Linked DNA regions of Mus musculus: region 1 is linked to region 2. A link is a contact called in public Hi-C data. All regions are on one chromosome and are shown on one strand. The core of a region is the stretch at or near the end of the contact, and the rest is flanking DNA. Distances in the headings are between cores, read along the strand shown.

What was found. Hi-C and Micro-C count contacts between places; a contact is called where the count stands out from the background.
Region 1: a contact with region 2 is called in a Hi-C map of uterus, with 8 times the contacts expected there. The contact joins two enhancer-like sites. A contact is called at or near these places in 3 of 484 Hi-C or Micro-C datasets (CD4 T cells, liver and uterus).

Annotation. Positions count from the first base shown.
Region 1 is chr15:62,712,547-62,718,442 of GRCm38.p6, forward strand. No RefSeq gene overlaps it. Among named protein-coding and RNA genes, the nearest start is that of Gm41333, 46 kb to the left of the region's middle. Within about 2 kb of position 1,940, at least 8 of the 459 cell types and tissues checked have an H3K27ac peak or open chromatin away from gene starts, as enhancers often do. A contact at or near this core is called in uterus, where this site is marked.
Region 2 is chr15:62,293,024-62,299,272 of GRCm38.p6, forward strand. No RefSeq gene overlaps it. Among named protein-coding and RNA genes, the nearest start is that of Pvt1, 260 kb to the left of the region's middle. Within about 2 kb of position 2,453, at least 64 of the 459 cell types and tissues checked have an H3K27ac peak or open chromatin away from gene starts, as enhancers often do. A contact at or near this core is called in uterus, where this site is marked.

The DNA of each region.
Region 1 (5,896 bases), core at 690-3,189, 420 kb after region 2:
GTCCTTGACTGGAGTCAGTGGAGAGAAAATCGTCACCTGCTTGGGCACAAACATACATAGTGACTGCGTCACTGTTTGTCAAGTGGATCAGCTAATAGTTGTTCAGCGGACCTTCAAAGCTCCAAGGCGACACTGCCTTTAAATTCCATCAATTCACTCCCTGGGCAGAGGCCTTGGACTTTAGCTCTCAAGGGCTCTGAAAGCATTTTGAGCCTGCTGACTGACTGCGGGGTGGACCTTGGTTAAAGTTTAGGAGAAAAACACTAAGTTTATGCTTCATCACCGCTGGCGCAACCATGTCCCCCCCACCCCCACCCCACCCCCCACCCCACCCCCCACCCCCACCCCACCCCGTGCTACAGCACTTTGGTGCTTCCTGGCTTGCCTCCCCTGGGACACTGCCCAGTATTGACTACCAGTAGGACTTTCTTTCTCACCTAATGACCTACCTACTGATGCCATCTCTAAGGACCTTGACGCTCATGCTACCTTCTGACCTTGTCCATTGTTCCTCATGTTCCTAACACTAGCCTATGTGTTTGATTTTTTTTTTTAATATAAAAGAGCACAAGTACCCAGAAGGCATGACAAGTATCTGTTTCAGCCAGTGCTTTTTCTCTGATCCCCGAGAAAGTGTTTGAATAAGTCAACAGATGGGTGGAGGAGTGATTAACCCCTTCTTACAAGTGCATGGACTGGGGAGCAGAGGGCAATGATAGGCTAGTCACGATCAACAGTGTTTAGGGACAGAGCTAGTGGGATAACTAAGAATCTGGAATAGTTTTATAATTTTTTTTATATGATATCCTTCCCCAATTTTGCAGCTAATGCATCTCTCTTGACTCACCTTCCTTCTGGTTTAGTTGACTACATGATGCCTATATCTGGGAGACTTAGGAAGGAAAAATCTTTATTATCCAGGTTCTTATTAAGTTTGCATGTTTTAGAGCTTCCTTTAAAAAAAAAAAGCCTGAATGTGACGCTATTGTATTTTAAAGCATGCTCTAACATGAGCAAGCTTTATCATTTATTGTACAAGCATGTTTGCATATATATATATATATATATATATATATATATACACATATGTACACACATACACACACATGAAAATCCCTAGAGAACTCTATGATCTTGCAGTATATTTCACATGTACTTAATAATTAAAATTGCACTAAGCTCAATTTCATAAACTTTTTCATGTGTTATAAACAGTTTGTTATTTTTATTATTAATTCATGTATTTATTTGTATTTATTTTTCATGAGAGAGTCTCACTATGTGGTTCTGATTGCGCTGCAATTCACTTCCTAGATCAGGCTGGCCTGGGACTCTCAGAGATCAATCTGCCTCTACCTCCTGAGTGCTGGGATCAAAGGTGTGTGCCACTACTCCCAGCTGTTAACCAGCTTTCTCATGTCATTAAAACTAACAGGCTTGGGAGTTGTGAATATTTCAACACATGCCTGTGTCATGAGTTTCCCTATTCACTTTCCTGTTGACATGACAAGCCTCCTTCCATTGTTTATTTACGTGATTTTTAGGTTCCTGTCCTATTTTATACGATTACTAATACAATGTTAATGTTTCCCTGCTTTTCCAAGCAAATATATATGTATGTATATATATATTATTTATGTTTTGCTAAAATTATAAGAAATAATCTTGAAAATCGCAGGAAATAGCTCAAAATTTCTCTGTCCCAGTCACCCCTGAAGACTTCTCTCATTTGCATTTTTAGTCTTTGAAGCTGAATAGAAGGTGGGAGTCTGTTTGAGGGGTGGACAGGAAACATTGGCCAATTTGAGAGCAAATAGAGGTTTGGGGAGTGTGTTTACATTCTGTCCCACGTGTGGGATCCTGGCCTTTGTAGGCAGGCGGATAAAAAGGCAGGCCTGGCTTTCATGGCGCCTGAGGACCTCTGTGCTTTAACAACACAGGCACAAGTTGTTCTGGGAGCTGGTCAACATGACTCAGCCACAGAAACATAGCAGTTTGCAAGGCCAGGACCTGTTCTTCCTCCCAAGTTCCATGGAGAAAGAAAGGCCAGCAAAGATCTCCAGTCTGAGAAAGAACTCTGTGTTCAGAGTGTCTGGACCCAGCAGGCTATTCCAGCCATAATTCTGGCTGGGGAGATGCCCTAGCCACATGCCTACCATACTTGCACAGTTTAGATGGATGCTCTCCCTCTCACTGAAGCCCCACATAATCGCCACCATTGATTGGGTACCTCCTGTGTGCCAGTTTCTAAGCCATGCACTTTCAATCCTCAAAATAACACCTCAAGGCTAGTATTGTTGACTGTGTTTTCGAAATAAAGACACTGAAGTTCAGAAAGATTAAGAGAGCTGCCTGAATCATACAGAACTGGGATTTAAAACTGGCATGTGTGACTTTAAAGTGCGTGCTTTGGACAACACCTGTGTCCTGAAGAATACAGTCTGTTTGCCCAACATCCATAATTCTAGCAACAGTAGTCCTGAACTATATTGTATTAGAATGATCCATTCATCAACACTACAGTGAGTACGTACTTTGTACTCTTTGTCAGGCTCTATAGTAACTTCTATTGTAGAAACTGAAGTAACTGTCTTCACTGTTGCTAAGGGAAGATGAAGGAATGGAATCAGGAGCTGGACCTGGATCACTACTTTCATCACAGGGACTAGGTGATCACAGAAATAACACAGTAAATACCTGTAGACCAGAAGGAGTCAAGACTGGGTGATACATTGTAAAGCATTTGAAAGCTAGTCTGAAGACATTACTCTTAGGGTTAGTTTGTACTGGCTGTGAAATAGTCAGGACTTGTGTTGAGTCTCTCTGCAGTACGTCCTTCTCTGTAGGGGAAGACAGTACCAGATCCTGTGGATTCAGTGGATCAGAGAATCCGTTACAGGCATTAGAGCACTCAGGAAGGGTAAATGTCAATTGAATATATGTTTTGTAATATATGTTGGTCAGTTTTGTAGGCTTTAGAAGTTCTATTCATCAACTTAAGACAGGTACATTGTAGATGAGGAGAGTGAGGCTCGGACCATTTAGAGGGCGTGCTAGAGGAGATACATGTGGCAAGGACAGAAGCAAGAGTCAGATTCTCATTGCAAGATGCGGTGCCCCCACATAAGTTCCAATCAGGCCACTAGAAAGCTTTCTCTAGGAACATACGGTAAGCCAACTTCTGACAGATAATGTAGAAGCAGTTGCCGGATTTTCAATCAAGTGACAACAGATCTACACTGCATTCTAGCAATCATACCATGGGATTGAGTCTCACTGCAAAGGCATTGACCGGCATATCAAATACCACCTACACCTCCACAGACACTGTAGACTGAGGCACAGTAACTGGAAAATAAAAACAAACCATGGGGCCACTGATGTGTGCATGGTTAAAGAAAATGTGGTACATATAGCCAAAAACTATTACTCGGCTCAAGGAAAGTAGCAAAGCCTACAATCTGTGACAGTACAGAAGGAAGTAGGGGTGGGGTGTTAAGTGAAATACATAGAACAACAAAAAGAAATGCCACGTGATATTATTCACACATGAAATTTGAAATAGTCAAATTCTTAGATAGCCAGATCATGGTTGCCATTGGTCATCAGTTGAGAGGTGTTGGTCAAGATATCAACTTTCAATAGCATAAGAGAAATTACTTCCATAGATTTATTGAAAAGCATGCTTACACTTGGTAATAATAATGTACCCTATTCTTAAAGAGGAATGCTAACTGAATAGATTTTAAGAATCCCCTCAGATGAACAGTCATGGCACAATCCTTTAATCCCAGCACTTGGGAGGCAGAGGCAGGCAGATCATTGAGTTTGATACCAGCCTGGTCTACAGTGAGAGTTTGAGATATGTGAAATATGCCTCAAATACAAAACAAAACATAACAAAAACAAAATAACAAACACCAAAGTTCTCAATAAAATATAACTTTTCAAGGTAGTATATGTATTAACTAGGTCAATTTAGCTATGCATATTTTAAAACACCATGTCATACATGGTAATTGCATGTCAGGGATTTGACAATACATAGGGCAAAATAATTTTGTTTCTCTTCAAAAGAAAAAGAAGTAGCAATATGATGTTGAGTCACTGGTTGGAAGCCAACCAGGCTATACTACTTGAGAAATCCCAAAGCTCCTTGTCTCACATTTGGGTTATTAATTCTCAATGTGGTTATTTCTGGGTTCAAGGCAATCTTGCTACTGTTCTGTCCATGAAAATATGAAGATATATGCCATGGGTGTGTGTGTGAATGCTTGTGTGCCTCCAAAAGTGTTTCCACTGTGTGTCTTTTTTTTAATTAGGTATTTTCTTCATTTACATTTCAAATGCTATTCTAAAAGTCCCCCATACCCTCCCCCCACAACTCCTCTATCCACCCACTCCCACTTCTTGGCCCTGGCATTCCCCTGTACTGAGGCATATAAAGTTTGCAAGACCAAGGGGCCTCTCTTCCCAATGATGGCCAACTAGGCCATCTTCTGATTCATATGCAGCTAGAGACTCAAGCTCCGGGGGTCTGGTTAGTTTATATTGTTGTTCCACCTATAGGGTTGCAGATCCCTTTAGCTCCTTGGGTACTTTCTCTAGCTCTTCCATTGGGGGCCCTGTGTTCCATCCAATAGCCAACTGTGAGCATCCACTTCTGTGTTTGCCAGGCCCCAGCGTAGCCTCACAAGAGACAGCTATATCAGGGTCCTTTCAGCAAAATCTTGCTGGTGTATGCAATGGTGTCAGCATTTGGAGGATGATTATGGGATGGATCCCCAGATGTGGCAGTCACTGGATGGTCCATCCTTTCGTCTGAGCTCCAAACTTGTCTCTGTAAGTCCTTCCATGGGTGTTTTCTTCCCAATTCTAAGAAGAGGCAAAGTGTCCACACTTTGGTATTCGTTCTTCTTTAGTTTCATGAGTTTTGCAAATTGTATCTTGTATCTTGAGTATTCTAAGTTTCTGGGCTAATATCCACTTATCAGTGAGTACATATCATGTGAGTTCTTTTGTGATTGGGTTACCTCACTCAGGATGATACTCTCCAGGTCCATCCATTTGCTATTAAAAAGAATGAATTTATGAAATTCCACCGTGTGTCTTGAGCAACGAGAGTCCCTGTTTGGGATACTGAGATTTTGCAGAGATGCAGTCTCTTCTGTCTCCCCTGATAGCTTCTCTCAAGTCACAACCTCTCTTCCCAGATTTTTCAGTCTTCTGTTGACCATGTCCTCTGTTCCTGTGTCATCTCCTTCAGCTCTGTCCCTAGAGTGCTACCTAGAGTAGGTCCTGTTGAACACTGCTGGGTGACTTCATCTTCTCTGTGATATTTATAAAATAAGAAGATATCTTGTTTACTAACTCGAGCTCTAGCTCCTGATCCTAGCCCCACTCCCAAACATCTCCCTTTGACTCTATTCATGCAAGCTATCAGAGCTTCTTGTGCGGAGCTCCATACTCTCTGACTATTTCTGCTTCTCTGTTCCACTTAGCCTTTTCATGATTATACAAGGATTTGAAATAGTCGAGTCATAAAAGAGCAAACGTTTAGTCTGGCTCATGGTTTCACTGGTTTCAGTCCATGGTCACCTGCCCATATTGCGTTCTGCAGTAAGGTAGGTTGGGGCCATGTGACAAAGCATACCTGTTCATAAGCCATGGAGTAAAATGAGAAAGGCAAAAACATCCCACTGTTCTGTTTAAGGGAGGTCATGCCCCAATGATCTAAGGTTTAGATTCTACCTCTTAAAAATCTTACCACCTCTCAATACCACCACCCTGGAATAAAACCTTTAAATCAAGTGTGATTGGCGCATTTACTCAACATCTAGCTGTTGCTTTGCCAGGTATTCTGCTATTCTTTTCAAGCATTATGATGTTGTCTTGA
Region 2 (6,249 bases), core at 1,203-3,702:
GAACATGTGACCTTCAGGGCTTGACCAGAGGAGGATAGACCTTGACTGACAACGTAGGGTAAGGCATGCAGTTATGATTCACCAGAAATTCCATCTTCCTCCCAGTTCCCAGAAGCCAGGGCCATGGCCTTGTCTGGGGCCTGTCTTATTTTGAAGGAGTGTATGTTGTAGCACTTGGGTTTGGTTTTCCAAAACTACAGAGCCAGATGCTTTTTTCACTAAAAGAAATTGTCTGAGTCCATGAGTGAACTATTCTCTGAGTGGGGTGAGATGCCATCATTAAACATTGAAAGGGTATATGGAGTTAACAGGTGCCCTTGGACACTGTTGGGGTGCTTCATGCAGGTGTAGAGAAGACAGAGAGTAGTGAGGTGCTCCTACAAACATCACCAATGTTGTAGCTAGAGATTATTATATGAACGGCAGCTTACATTCATTACAGTATAAGCATGTGCCTGGCACCACACCAAGCATGAAGTGGCCATTGACATTTGTTCAACAAAACTATGCAAGGAAACAGAGATCATGGTTATTCCCATTTTGCAGATAGATAACCGAGGCACAGGATTACTCTGAGCATTATTCTGTGATAAGCCATGGAGTCCTGTCAGTCCATGCCTCAAGGCAACACGATGCAGGAGCTATGTGATTTTCATTGGCATAAGGCTAGCTAATGTGATATTTCTGTCATGTAGACTGCCTATGGAACACCAGAGGAATCATTTGTCCAGGGTGGCCAGTGATGGGAGTTGGGCCTAGATTCAACATCTGTTAGATCTTGGAAGCTTGCTGAATTATTATGCATTAATGGCCCAAATCTGGTCTACCAGATGTGTCTTGGGACACATAAGGAGTCTGGGGAGGTGTGGTGAGACTATCTGAAGCTTAGGGTCCAGTCTTTTTTCATGGAAAGAGCCTTGCTCTTTCCTTTCATGCATGCTGTGTGCAGGGACTTTTCCTGAGTCGTGTTAAGATTTGGCCACTGCACTAAGATATAGGGATCATCACCCTCACTCTGCAGAACAGAAAAATGAGTCCTAGCAAGGCTGGTCACCTGCAAACCTAAGCCTAAGTCATGAGGTAGATTTGAGTCTGTGTCACCCTAGGTCTTCAGTGTGGATTCTTCTATAAGACATCCTTTAGGGTTCTTAGGGCTGTGTACGTCAATCCCATTTTGTCTGCCATTTTTTTGGGGAAAACCAACAGAAGATGAAGTTAGAGCCAGAAAGGTGATGCTGTAGTGATAATGAAAACATCAGTCACATTAAGCATTTTTTTTTTAGGGGTGGAGGTGGGGTCAGGACCACCACTGACAACATTTTGTGCAGGACTAGCTTCATGCAGAGGATATACCCATACTGATTTTCATACTATTACTCCTCCTCCTCCTCCTCCTCCTCCTCCTCCTCCTCCTCCTCCTCCTCCTCCTCCTCCTCCTCCTCCTCCTCCTCCTCCTCCTCTTCTTCTTCTTCTTCTTCTTCTTCTTCTTCTTCTTCTTCTTCTTCTTCTTCTTCTTCTGGTTCAGGTTGCTACTGCATCCCTTCAACTGAGAGACCTCTTCAGAACTTTTCATAATCTTTTGATGGGAAACTGGGACATCCAGACATCAGGAGTATTTTCAACGCCCTCCGGTTGTGTTGGTAACACCTGCTCATGCATCATACTTCTTCACTGCTTCAGATCCTTACATTTTCTCCTCTTTTTTTTCCTGTCCCAGGACCTTTGTTCTCCATCTCTCCATCTTTGCTAACAACCCTTACCCCCAACTACTGGCCCCACATGGCAGCTTCCTGCTGACTCTTCAGTCCTTCACCTCAGAGTTTTCTACCCAAAGAAACCTTGATAGGACTCCTGTTTGCTTTCCTCTTCTATAGAGTCCTCAAAGAACCTAATCTATTTTTAGTTCTATCTTAGTTTGCCTACTCAGTGCCTAGTTTCTCTCTCGAGCTGTGTACTTTACAAGGAGAATAGTGGTTCCACAATCAGTCACAGTTTGGCCCTGTGTCAGGTTCTCAGAAAGTGAATATCAACATTAGATGGGAGGATTCAGCACTAAGCAAAGTATGGGAAAAAGAAAGCCCAGGAGTGAAGAAACGATTATTATCCTTTGGGGGACTTTGGGAACGAGGATATATATAAGGCAGGGTTTGGGAGACAAAGACAGCAATGTCTGCAGGCACAACTCTGAAGACCTGTGTACTTTCTAGCTTAGCCATTCCTGCAGTCACAGGTTCCCGTGCTGCTGCTGGGGCTGGAATGAAATCTCTGGGGATCTTAACCTTGCTTGCTGGGTGCAGTTGCCATGGAGGCTGCAGCCCAGCTGGAGCTTTTCGGAGCTGGCAGGTGGATCAGCCTGCAGCATTTTTTTTTTTCTTGCCTGGACCCTGGCAGCTCTCAGAGTTTCAAAGCTGGAACACGCTGACCAGAACACCATGACCTTTGGCACAATTTCCTCCTGTCTTCTCTTCTGCTCCCAAAGCAAGGGGGAGGAGCCCAGCTTCTTTGCTCTGGCTCTCGCTCCCTGCAGGACAGGTTTGTTTTAGGTGCAGGGAGGAGAGGAAAGGAAGAAAGAAGGGCACCCAGGTGGCTGTGCTGTGAGCAGCAGGGGTGCCAGATGGCTTTCTACCCTACTTGGAACTTGAGTCTTTGGTAAAGTGTGTCAGCCCATTCGATTTTTCTCACTTCAAACTCTGACTCTGTAGCCTGCTATAGGCGTAGCTGCCTGGACCCTGGCGAACTCAGATTAGGGTAACCTTCTGCCTTGCATCCTTGCCATCCAGCCTTTACAGTGCCACCTCCTTATGGATGAGCTGGATTTAAGTGGCAGTTATTAAGGACTTGCTGAGCCTTCGCTATTTCATCTTCAAATGGGGATAATAGAAAGTTTCTAGCACCATTTAGAAAATTAGAGTTAGTATGCACAACAGGCCTGGCATAGGCCGCAGGAATCAATAAATGACAGTTGACATCATTATTATACACCTCGTCTCATTTATCTTCATAGATTGATATCACTGCTTTAAAAATAATTTTTAAATTACACTTATTTGTGTGTGCATGCATGGTGTGTGTGTGTGTGTGTGTGTGTGTGTGTGTGTGTACCTGTACAATATGCCATGGCATAGTTGTGAAGATTAGAGTACAACTTGTAGAAGTTGGTTCTTTCCTTCCACCCTGTGGGTCCTGAGGATCAAACTCAATTTGTCAAGTCTGAGGGTTAGTGGCTTTATCTCCTTGGATGTATTTTGTGGGTGTAATATTATTAATTCTTAGCTGGGGAATATAGGTCTAGGAGACCCTATGGCCTCTATTTTCAAAGCTCAGAATAAAAAAATAAACATTCCTCCATTTCCAAGCTCTTTCTCTATGTGAACTTATAAACACCTTTCACTTTGTTTAATATTAAATTCCTCCTACCTGGTGTTTATTGCTCATCCTCTATGTAACTGACACAGGGCCAAGCTATGATGATCTAGCTATGAAAACATCACTGAACTCACCCTCATAGAGTGCATAGAGGTAGTGAAATTGTAATCATGAAGGAACTAAGGTAGAACTAAAAACCAGAATGGGTACTAGGAGGGAACAGAACAGTGGTAGGAATCATGCCTGTTCCACTCCATCTTGGACTCTTTTTATTTTTTCTGTCTCCCACTTTTGCCTTGGCTTACTTCCCTAAGAAATGGAAGTCCAATATAGTTTATGCAATTGGCTTCTAGAGTAAGTTTTGGGTTCTCCCAATGTCTATGAAATAACATAGAGTAGAAAGCACTGCCCGCATCTGTAGAGGATCTTACAAGGTGTTCTTATGTTAGTCATCTGTTTTTGAATTCATAGTCTCCCTCTGTAGCTGAGGATGTCTGCAGTTTCATAGGAGGGGTTTATTCCCTGTGAGTTTAGGCCTTATTAGGATATGTCTTATTTGAGTGGTGGGCAAATTTCTGGGCAATGTGCTTATGAGGCTGGCTTTACTCTCCACTCTACAATTTATGAGCTCATTCTGCGCGTCTCTCTTTGTCTATAAAATGAGGATAATTACAACAGTATGATAACAATTTGTAAAATCTGCTCATCACAGTGCCTAGCATATGGGAGAATTTGATCAATAATATATGGTAGTATTGGGCTCGAAATACCCATTTTCTGATGTTGGCTTTCCTTCTTTTTGGTACGGAACCTGAATAAATTTGTCTTACAGATATCACTAGAGAATACCAACAAAACCCCTTATCTCTTGGGTACTGGGTAGGGGTGCAATGTCTTAGGATAGATAAACAGAAGCAACAGGGCCCAAGGGGTGGTTTCAGGACCAAGGACAGTATCCAGCTTGCTCCCTTGCCCTACTATGCTTCTCTGAGTAGGACAGCCTCTATCTCCACACCTTCAACAAGCTCCTTAGCTCTCTGCACCTGTCCACAACCCTTCCTCCCATGTGCTTTTCTTCCTCTCATATGTTAAAGACTTCGATCGCAGCAAGAAGTATGGAAGATACGGAGTCCCCCTATGCCATTATCACTCAGCTCTAGCAGGCACTGACATTCTACAATTATTTCTGCACTTGACTTTTCTTAAATGAAACAGAGCCATGGGTCCCTGTCTATCACCTTTCTTCCCAGAAGTGACCTCAGGTCTTGCTTCTTTCATCACCTCCAGTCCCCCCTCATCCACTCAAGTCCTCCACACTTAAAAGAAGCAGACAGTGCTAATCTCCTGCAGTTCACACTGACCTTCCCTGTAGAGAAGAGTGGCATCCAGCTTTGGAGGGATTTCTGTCATTTATTATTCATGACTTTAATCTTGTATCAATCAGTACCCAGTTTGAGGTGACACTTCCACTTGCTGGATGTGCAAAATCAAGCTCAACTTGGTTTTGGCCTCTGAGAGCTCCCAGAACACACAAGGCAAGGCAGCAATCTAAATTATCAATATGAATGTTTGTATTTATCGGCCTTCTTTGTATATGTCTGTGTGTATATTGCATGTGTATATTCAAGCATGTGCATGTGTGCATATAAGTGTGTGTGTGCACATTTATGTGCATGCTTGTGAAAGTTTTGGTTACCACTGAGTTAGCTACATTGTTTCTCACCTTATTGTTTGAGTTAATGTCTTTCAGTGAAACTAGACCTCATTGATGATCTAGGCTAGCTGGCTAGAAATCCCCATTTCCATCTTCTTTGTGCTAGAATTATAAATATGTGCCACCATGCTTTTTTTTTTTTAATGTGTGGGTTCTGAGGATATGAATGAGATTTCCATGCTTGCATGACAGATACTTGATTAATTAAGAGCTCTCCATAATTCCATCTGACTCATTCTTCAGACCCCAAATGAGTTGATATGTGGACCAAACTTTCCAGCGCCCAGCACTGCTGCTCCTTAGAGAGAATTAATTTATAATTATGCATATTGTACTAGGTCTCAGGTTTACAAGGAATCAAGGATGTTTTGGCCCTGTCCTCAGGAGCCCATGATCTATATGGGAGGACAGCTTTAGTAGTTGACATAGTGATATAAGATATCAGTGCCTACTGACAGCCTGGGACTGCTACTCTAACAGGAGATGGAGTTACATTCTCTTTGACTCTTGTCCTTTCATCACAACACTCCAAATTACAGAGACAGTCTTTTCTCATGCCTCTGCCCTGTTGTACCTTTGAGTGACTTTGTTTTCCTCAAATCTGACATTCTTGTCCTACCTCTCTGCCTATTGCTGTCATCCTTCAGTCAGTGACTCAAACCATACACTTGACTTTCTTTTCTTTCATTGCATATTGAGCAAATTCAACTTCAGGACCATATCCAAGGAAGTACCATTACACAGCTCTCCTAATCACTTCCTTCCACTGCCTCCAAACACAGGAGGATGTGCCTTCAGGTACACACTGTGCAGAATTCCGGTACCAAGAATCTGTCTTCTGTGCACTGTTTGGGACTTTAATATGCTACTATACTATAGTAATGTTACTATAATATGCTAAATTGGTTCCCCCACTTTCATTATATGTGTGTGTATGCATCTGAATAAAAAAGCTTTATAATTTTTATCCTTTGAAGTCTCATGTTTCATTTTATGCATTTAAAATCACTCCTCTGAGAAAGGTGTGAGAGATATTTCTGGTCTTCCATGATAGCTATGTCACGTGAAAGGTCAAAATCCCGTAAACCAGGCTCTGGTTGGGAGAGCCAAGTATGACCTGAGGGGTTCATACCAGGAACAAGTCAGACAAAAACAAAAACAAAAACAAT